Regions from separate parts of the Mus musculus genome. Here region 2 is linked to region 1. The links are chromatin contacts, called in public HiChIP or PLAC-seq maps. All regions are on one chromosome and are shown on one strand. The core of a region is the stretch at or near the end of the contact, and the rest is flanking DNA. Distances in the headings are between cores, read along the strand shown.

Region 1 (5,101 bases), core at 1,983-4,482:
AAATCACAGGATATCCTTTCCCGGCCTACAGTCAGCCGAACAATATAAGCAATGCTATAAATATTATAGCACATACTGAGAAATATGATGGGGCGCTCAGGGTAAGAAAACCTGGATGAATCAATCAGGAAGGTCAGCACGGTGAAGGTGGTGGAGATGAAGCAGAGGCTGGCCCACACAGCCATCCAAATATCCGTGAACTCCTTAGCTGAGCGGCTGTACAAGCCAGCATCGTAGCCACACTTGAGAACACAGTTCAGGCTCCTCTTCACCCAGATGTACTGATCAGAATTGCTTCCCACGGAGTGGCACTCTTCCCCGGGCTGGATGGGAGTCTTGTGGGGCAAGGGAACCTCTTCATCACCTGGTCCTTCCATGCACATGTGGTTGTGGTCGTTCTGGGGCGGGAACTTGCTGCAGTTCAGGGTGTCGGGCCAGGCAAACCCAAATTCTCTCAGGACTGGTTCACAGCGTCTCTTGACTGAAAGGCACATGCCACCGCACGGGCCGATGGGGATGTTGATCTTCTCTGTGCACATTGGCACATAAACCGAACAAAGGAAGAACTGGAAAAGTCATGACAAGAACAAAGAAAACAATGAGTGGGGTCTGACCAAAAGCACAGAGCTGAGCGAATGCTTCCAGGCAGTGTACGTATCTACTTTTAAGCCAGCCTACTGGGAATATGTCTGTTTACTCTGACCTCCGACGCTGCTGCCTAATAATCCATCACTTTTACACAGTTTCCTTAGTTGGGATCCAGTGTTCCTTTTCACAGGAACATAAATGAGGAAATAACTAAAATGTGTCTGAAGAATTACATAATCTTTTTTCACACAACCCTTACAAAAATAAACTTTTAAAAAGTGACTTCCAATAGCTCTCTCCTTCTACCTACCATTTGAGAGACCTAAAGAGTCTAATAAAGTGACTTGGTCACTTAGGTGATGGATGCTTGACTATTATCCTTATTTCTCTGTCGCTTTAAAATATAGATCCTGTGACCATTTTATTATCCCCTAATTTACATTTTAATTTTAAAAAGTCAACCCTGAATTTAAACAGAAAATGTACTAATTTGAGACTCTTGGATCCAAAGAGGAAATATAGGTTGGGGGGGGGGGTCTTTGGTCTTCAGGGATTTGTTTGGCTAGCAATTCCTCAATGATTAATAATGAAGCACAATAGGAAGATGTAAATGTTAACTCCCTGAAACTGCAATAGCAGCAGGGGAGAGTCCAGTTGCTGTCCTCAATTCCTCCAGCATTGATAAACAGTCTCCTTGGCTCCTTACAGATGTTGTCTATGAAGTCTAGAGTTACAAGTAACTATTTTCCAGCATGTAAAGGGATCCAGTCTTGTCTTTCAAAACAACTTGGCTGCCTCCCCAGGATACATGTAATTAAAAATATATATCCCTGCAAAAGCTGTTTCTCCAACCAACTTGCCACTGATGTCAACCGTGTGCTGTTTCCAGGCTAAGAGTGAGAGGATCATTTCCTAAGCTTTTATAACTTAGTTTGGAAGCCCTGAAACCTCTACAGGGATATTTCTCCAGCAACAGGTCTAATCCCAACCATCTTCCCCAAACCACAACTCAGCTTTTACAGCGACCGATGTAAAAACCCAAGCCTGTAAATAAACCGTATGTCTGTTTCTTATCTCGCTACAGCCAGAACTATAGATTTCTTAAGGTTTCAACCTGGACAACTCTAACCTCCATTTTTTTTTCTTTTTTATTAATAAAAGCCACTCAGCCTCACCAACCAAAACATGGAGAGTGTTAAGTTTTTAAAACTTCATTCCAATCTACTTTCCATTGAAGTTAGCTGTATAAGAGAAATTATAACTATGTTATATATGCAAATTACTTTTCACTTATTATTGTAGGAAGAACTTCTATATCATTACACATTACCAAAGTTTTAACATCTTAATGACTGTTAAGAAAAGGAGGGAAAAAAAGAAAAGGAAAAAAGAAGTTTTCAAATATGCACACTACCTTCCTGGAGCCTTTTCAGTCCTTCCAAAAATTAAACCTGCCTCCAACGTTAAGGACAAGAAAGAACTCGGGCCAACCTAACCACTCTTTCCTGTATGACCTCTAAAAAGTGCAGGACGACGGCGGGGCATTCTGCAGAAAACAGACAGCGATGTTTTATTTGGTAACCTACACCCAAAAATACAGGCAAAAGGGAGGTCGATGAGCGACCTGGAAGGGCGAAGTTCTGTCTCCTTATCACTCCTTCCAAGATTTAGGTGCAACCCGCTGCCCTGCCAGGACTCGCCCACCAAGCAGCGGCTGCCGGAATCCTTGGCAAAGATAGCCCTCAACTCCACTGGGGTTAGGGGCTTGGCCAGACATGGGCAGGGGAGAAAAACGGAAGGGCGGGGTGTAAGAATAGGTTCTTTCGCGGGCCAGATGACTTACACAACGTTTTGGCTTCCAGTCTCCAAGAGGGACAGAAAAGTGGGGGGTGGGGTGCGGGTTGGAAATCACTTTCTCAGGAGTTGTACCCTCAAGTTAGGAAGGGACCAGGAGGCTCGATCTGTCAGGGATTCCAAGGAAGGAGTTTGGGAGTCTCTGTCTACCGAGTCCTCCGGGGATGGGGGTAGGGGCACCCACCTGCAGCTGGCTGGAGCAGCCGTACTGGATGAGCGGCGTGAAAGTTGTCAGCTGCAGCTCGGCGTCTGTCTGCAGCTCGTGTCCCACTAAGTTGGGCATCTTGGTCACGTTGTAGCCGAGGTTCTGGCACATGGCGATGCGGATGGGGTCGCAGCGCCGCTCCTCCTCGTCCCCGAACCCCAGTGTCGGCCGCAGGAGCAGGAGGAACTGCAGCAGCAGCCCCAGCCTGAGCCCGACGCCTCCAGGCGCCCCCCGGCTGCTCGGCCCTGTGCCCGGCCAGGCCATGGCCAGAGCTGCGGGCAGCAGCGGCAGAGGCTGATCTAGCAGACACCCCCAGTTTGCACAGGGGCGCCGGTGGCCGCGCTGCTCCCAACTCCGGATAGGGAATGCGGTAAGGCGCCAAGGGCGACAAGGGGGCAGCAGTCGCCTCTCCAGCAGTTGTACGAGAATGTGCGGGATATCAGACGTCCGGAGCCCGGGCCGAGGGATGGACTGCTAGGGTCATGGCTGCAGGCGGCGATCCCAGAACTCGGCGCCGGCCGAGTCCGGCTTTTCGGCGAAGCCCGCCTGCACTCTACGCCGCGCTGTTCTCACCGCCCCAGCGCTCTGTGGCGCTGGAGGTTCGCAGGGCGGGGGCGGGGCGGGACGGACAACGCGACTGTCCAATGAAAGCCCCCCCTGGTCAGAGGGGGCGGGAAGGGGCGGGGCTCCTCTCCTGCTGTAAGGGTCAGGCCCCCGCCCGCGGCTTGATCCTCTCTCCCTTGCTCGCTCCAGAGGCGCCCCGCCCCGCTTGGCTTCCCGGCGCTCGGCGTCCTCCCACCCGGATCCATTGCACGCTGTGGCCAGGCGGCGATGGAGCCCCGTGGCTCCTGCCCAGCCAACCTGCTCTTCTCTTTCAGGTGAGACGTGCTCCCACATCTATGCCCCTTTCACGTCCTTCCCCTTACAGCTGTCACCTCCGGCCCCGTGGCCACCTCTGTATCAAGCAAAATAATGAACACAAAGAACACGGTATTTGGGGTTTACACAGATTGTGGCTTTAAATCCTGGCTGTGTGACCTTGAGCAAATTGCCCAACCTCTCCGCGTCAGGTTCCTCATCCGTAAAGTGACTTGGGAGGATTAGCGATAAAGCCTGAAAGGCTTAGAGCTGGTGCCTGGTACAGTTCGCAGAAAATTTCACCTCTAGCCAGTGGGGCTGGCGCCCGCCCCCCGGCCCCGCCCCGCACTCGGCGCGACCTGCGCCGGGAGCAGCCGGTCTGCAGTCGCCGTGGGGGAGGCGCTCCGGAGCAACAGAGCAGCCGATGGGCTCGCGCTCCGATTTCCTCACCGTACGAAATGAAATTCCACAGGGGGATTCGAAAGGAAATGAGGCCGGGACGCTCCGTGCTTCTCGGCCCGCCGCCCTTCCTGTCTCGGGGACACGGTTTCTAAATAAGGTTGGGAGGGTAAGAGCGCGGGAGGGAAGAGGCTTGACCTGTGCACTCGAAGCGAGGAAGGCGCACAAGCCCCAAGGACGCCCCTTCCCAGACCCGGGACACCCTTCCCCTGCATCCTGCACTTTTTTCGTTCCCATTCTTGCTCTCCGTGGCACTCTGGGGGTCGGCAGATGTTCCCACCCGTGTTCCAATCCAGCTTCTCTCTTCTTCACCCACAAAGAAAGGACTCTGTATTGGGTCCACCCTCTCTCTGCTTCCCATTTGGCCAGTGGAACTCTCAGCAGGTGATTTCCCAAACCATGTACTTGTTACTTGCTGAGACTAAAAGGAGCCTCCAACTGGCCACGCAGTAGGCCAGTTTCTGAGTGAAGTCCATCCATGCTCTCCTGTCACATAGCGGTTCTCAGTACCGGAGTAGTGTAGATCATCTAGCACAGTGACCGATGAATAATGCTCTATAATAACTCGGCTGCCACTTTTTGTTTATATCTGGGACAGATCGTGAAATGTAGATCGTAAGACTACCCCTTGCTTATCAGTCTCGTGCTAAATTCTGAGGATACTGGTAATAAGTAAAGGGATTCCTCCCCTCTCCTTCAGTTCTGTTTGCCTAAGCCCCTGCCTGTGTTTTTCTGAGTTCTTTGTGCCTTCCCATTTCAGTTGGTCTTCTGGCACACAGCTGAGGTAAGGTATAAATTGGAAGGATACATGCACTCAAATTTTATAGCTTTAGCTTTCTTATTCTTGACTGGCCCTGGTTGAGGGTAAAGAATGGAATCGGCTGTTTTGTGTATTTGCCTCTGTGCTTGGAACTGGCATATAGAAGCTCCATCTTCTCCAGTCACTGTCATAATCTGGTAAAGAATGTTTTGGCCCTTTAAGTAGACTGGGGAACTGAGGCTAAACCAAAGCAATAGTTAGCAATGATAGGACCCACCAAATCAGAGCCCAACCTTTTTGAAGCTGGAGGGCAAGATTCCAGGAGTTGAGGACCAGGTTGAGTCCTCTGTATACTGGTGGCACTGGCTTACAGGATT
Region 2 (4,659 bases), core at 370-2,869, 39 kb before region 1:
AGGATACGGGGGAAGTGGACTCTTGTTCAGCAATAGTTCTTTGGGGGTGAACTTGAACTTCTTTAACATCAGTTAAGTCCCATAGCAAACACCAAATACAACTCGGCAAGCTGCACATCAGTTCTCTAGGCAGGCAGCTACCAGGCACAAACCAGCAGCTGTAGTTCAATGGTGAAGAAACTACAGTGCTCGCCCACTGGCCTGAGGCAAGGCTGCAGACAACAGCAAGCTGCCGCAGGAACCTCAAGAGCAATTCTTGGGCAGGTTTCTCTCAATGGCAGCAGTACCACAAGTTCAGCTCAACAACGCTATGTAAGACAAACCAACACATGTACGCCATTAGCAAAGAATAACGAGGCAGAAAACAGCCAAACCAATGCTTGGTGCTCGTCTCCCACGGTCTATGGAGTCATATTTATATGCTTGCATCGAAGGTCCTTTCACATGTTTACTATATCAAAACATCCTCTCACCTGTGTCTGCTTCAGGAAAACACTCTTTCATGTGCCTGCTTTAGCAAGACATCCTTTCTCCTGTGTGCCTCAGCAAACCATCATTTGACATAAGTTACTAAGTCCCAAAGAACCTCCTACTTCAAAGGGCCTTTTGAATCTTGTAAGCTTCAGGAGATTTCTGAGACATGGAAGTTTTATTTCCTTTTTAAATCCCAATGAGCCACCATGTTTCTTCCAATATTTTAATATTGGACTATTTTAATTGGAAGAAATTTTCTACAAAACAGATGTCTTAGTTACCTTTCAATTGCCATAACAAAATACCATGACCAAGGCAACGTATAAAAGAAAGCACCCAATTTGGGGCTCAGGTTTCCAGAGGGTTAGAGTTCATGATCGTCATGGCAGAGAGCATGGCAGCAGGCAATCAGACATAGTACTAGAACAGCAGCTGAAAGCTTATATCCTTATTCACAAAAATGAGGCAGCAGGAGAGACACTGGGAAGGAAATGGGTTTTTAAAACCTCAAAGCCTGCACTCAGTGACACACCTCCTCAATCAAGGCTGTACTTCCGAATGCTTCCCAGACAGTTCCACCAACTGGAGACTAAGTATGGGAGCCATTTTCACCCAAACCACTACAACAAAGTGTGAGAAGACAAACAGAAGTAGGAGTTGAACCCGGGGAAGAAGCAGAGACTATAGAATAAATCAATGACTAAAAAGATCCAGAGTGCCAGGAAGAGTGGGTACAGTGACAGAACAGAGTCACGAAGGAATGCTGGGAGCTGGGAGCTTCAATTAACTGGGTAAGCTGAAGTCCAAGGAGCTCTCAGTCAGAATATCACTGCTGACCTTTGCGGGAGCAATGAATGGCAGATTGGAGAATGTTTAAAAGTGGAGGGAAGGTGTGGTGGGGTCCATATCATTCTGCATCTACAGGTGCCTTCAACCCTTTTCACCGTTTTCCACACACACACATCTCATAATCATGTGCCACGTGATTTTCAAATGAAATTGTTACAGATGGTTCTTCACCTAAGTCAGTTGATTTCCGTTTCTTTAAAATCTTTGTAGTGGTTTGAAAGCAATACATAACCAGTGAAAGCTGTACTCTTGCTCTGCAAGTTTGATCTTTCTCCAGGCTAGCTTCATGTGGTGTGCTGTTCTATCGTGATCAAATCATTGCCATCTACCATAGCTCCCACCCAGCCGTGCCGTCACAACTCTGAACAGTGCTGATCAGTAGTTACTGCATTAAACATATTTCTGACTTACAGTTTTTGCTTTATAATAAGTTTCCCAGGCCATAACTCCACTACAAGTTAAGGAGCACCAGCACACAAAACTAGTTCTGGTCACATACTTATGTGGCTGTCCTTTAAAGCAGAGCCACCTAATTAATTATGCCTTCACAGATTTAAAGTAAGCAATTGGCAAAAAGGCTATGGCAGAAAATTTCAGTAGTATATCAGTAATTTTTCTTATTTCAAAAGATATAATTTCACTACATCCAGTAGATTTGAATCCCAAGTTTTCATTTGCTCGTGGTGTGACTCTGAGCTTAATCATCCTGAGATACAGGTTCCTGGCAGAGGTGATAACAATGGTAGCAGTACCAACCATGTACTGTATTCCTCAGGGCATCGCTGTAAGCTTTATATGGACTCAATGATGCCATACAGACAGCAACTTTATCTTGTAGTATTGTTATCATTTTCCCTTTAGATGACAAAAATAACAAAACAAACAGAAAGAAACAGAAATAAAGATATGTGCTTGAACTCACATTACTAAAGTGGCAGAGTTGGAATTTGAACAAACAAGGTACTCATTAGCTGAAAATTGATATCATAACTTATTAATCCATGTAATAATATTTTAAAAGATATTTGCATGTGAACATCAATTAGACAGATCCAAATTTGAAGTTTATATGAAAGACTGAAGATTAATGTGTTCTTTCCAAGTTTAGTGTTCTTTTAAAAAATATGCTGAGTTTCTAGGAGAGTCTCATATTTTGAAAGTTTTTGAGGATATAAATGGCAACTCCAGTGGAGTACAAATCACCAGGTGGGTTTTAGTGAGTGTATTGTGATTCAGCTTTCCAACCTGGAGACCTGAGTACACTCATCGCCTGCCTGTCTGAGGACAGCTGGGAACGAAGGGAGCAAATGGCACAGCAGTTGGGGACCGTCACTCGAATCAGTCCAGCTGCCTGGCAACTGTACAATGGAGAGTATTTAACTGAAATGGGCAGTCTTAGTAAGAGACCAGGATTCAGTGGGAACATGAGAGGCATAAAACCAGAATTGGGATTCATTTAAAAAAATAAATACAATACAAAAAAAATATCTTTACCACCATAGATAATGATGTTCTGGGAAGACAGAAAGTCAACAACAAACTGAAGAGAGACAGACAGACCCAGGGTGTTGTAATGAGTAATGCTGGCTCAGGAGTTAGAGATTAGTATAGTCCTGGCCTTGGTATAGTTCTTATTCCCTTTAAATCTTGGTTCCTTCATAAAACTGTGTGTCTATTCTGGAGACTTGCAACGAGGAAATGAGATAATGTAAGAGAAGAGGCCAAGGTATTACTCAATTGTGCAAAACTCTGCTCAGACCTGTCATACTATAAAACCAAAAGAAGTAGGAGAAAATTGAATAAAACCAACTGAAAAACTGAATCACAGAGCAGCTGTCTAACTGAATATCGTATAAGCATTTATAATTATGCCTCACACACAACTACTGTGGAAATGATAATGTAAGTTCATATGAATAGTATTAGATAAAATGCACATGAATATGATTTTTATAGAAAATTATTTATATAAAGAATTAACAGTGGTTGTTATTTGTATTGGAAGACCATAGATGGATTTGGTTTTTCCCCACGTATACTAAGACCCAGAGGTACCTTTCCAGGTTTTCTGCAGTGAGAGTGCATTGCTTACGTGAAACACGGATGTGTGGTTGGAGACAAGCCATCATGGATGTTTTAGTGTGTGAGGCTTTTACCTATGTCATCGTGGGGTTCTAATTTGCTGGTCCTCAAATCCGCCACAGGTTAACTCCTGAGAAAATGGCAACAATCCAGCAGAAACCCAAAACGTGTTCCTAGAAGAATGAGAGGGATTTGATTTCACTTCCTGTGGGTGGATTTTTTTTTTTTTTTTTTTTTTTTTTTTTTTTTTTTTTTTTTTTTTTTGTCTGCCTGGGTGTCTGCTGCTCTGAGAGGAAGTATGTGTCAATGGAAAAGAATTTAATTCTTTGCAGAGAAAACGATGGCCAGTGGACAAAAGGAGAAGCCGGAGTGTATACTTCTCCAAGGTTCTTCCCACACACAGGAGCTAGTCTTCCTAACTGGAGGAGCCAGACACCTGCTCACTCACACAAACTTCAGGGCTTCGGAAGAGCAGGAACATGGGGCTTCCCTGATGCTCTTGAAGAGCTGGTGGGTTTTGAGCTTTGGCTTGTAAAGCTGCTGTGTTTTGTGGGGGAGTTGACACCTCTATGAGTCTCAGTTCCTCAATTGTAAAATTCTATCTGTCTGCCACCCCTGAGAGAAGGTCCACTAAGAAAGGGACCATATTTTGTCCCACTTTGTACCCCACAAGGTCACGTGTAAGATCACTGTGCATTAAATAAAATGACAATGGTGTTCCAAGTGTCATTTAAAGTACACAATCAATGTTCACAGTTGCATCTGTGAGCATGACCCTCCAAGGTATGGTGTATGCATATAAATATATATATATATGTAGGTATGTATGCATAAATATATGTCATATTTATAGATGACATTTTATTTTTTCAGAAAAAAAAAAACCTAAATCAAGTGTGGGGAAGTGTTAAGACATGCTAAATCAAGATGGTGATGATACCTTTAGACTTTGGTTTCTCTGCCCCAGACTCTTGTCAAATTGTTCTTAGCCTTTCCAAGAAATGTTATATGGAAGATAAGGTTGCTTTGCCCTCACTAAATGTTAATTACTTCTCAACATGAAGAGTAAAAAGTAGTTTTTGTTCATTTAACAGTAGATTTGGATGATTTGATTTGAAGGACCTGACTTGACTGCCAACCCATGGTGGCAGCATCCCACAGTGACACATATTTGGGGGGTTGGGGTGGGAATAGAATAGACACCAATAAGCTAAGGAATAAGATGGATCTCAGCTAATATCCTGGCTAGTGTTG

Evidence for each region. HiChIP or PLAC-seq counts read pairs in DNA pulled down with a chosen protein or histone mark.
Region 2: an H3K4me3 HiChIP or PLAC-seq map of the SCID.adh cell line shows a contact between it and region 1, with 14 read pairs. The contact joins the enhancer-like site here to the promoter of Fzd4 in region 1. A contact is called at or near these places in 1 of 39 promoter capture datasets (stem cell-derived epiblast-like cells), 1 of 484 Hi-C or Micro-C datasets (nephron progenitors), 4 of 115 datasets of contacts at active chromatin or transcription factors (the SCID.adh cell line, double positive thymocytes, embryonic fibroblasts and 1 more) and 1 of 9 other capture datasets (liver).

The regions. Positions count from the first base shown.
Region 1 is chr7:89,402,497-89,407,597 of GRCm38.p6, reverse strand. Fzd4 (frizzled class receptor 4) reads right to left here and starts at 3,232. Exons shown (of 2, transcript NM_008055.4): 1 at 2,627-3,232; 2 at 1-566. The coding sequence starts at 2,911. It also overlaps a transcript of Tmem135 not described here.
Region 2 is chr7:89,440,426-89,445,084 of GRCm38.p6, reverse strand. No RefSeq gene overlaps it. Among named protein-coding and RNA genes, the nearest start is that of AI314278, 16 kb to the right of the region's middle. Within about 2 kb of position 1,619, at least 16 of the 459 cell types and tissues checked have an H3K27ac peak or open chromatin away from gene starts, as enhancers often do. A contact at or near this core is called in the SCID.adh cell line, where this site is marked.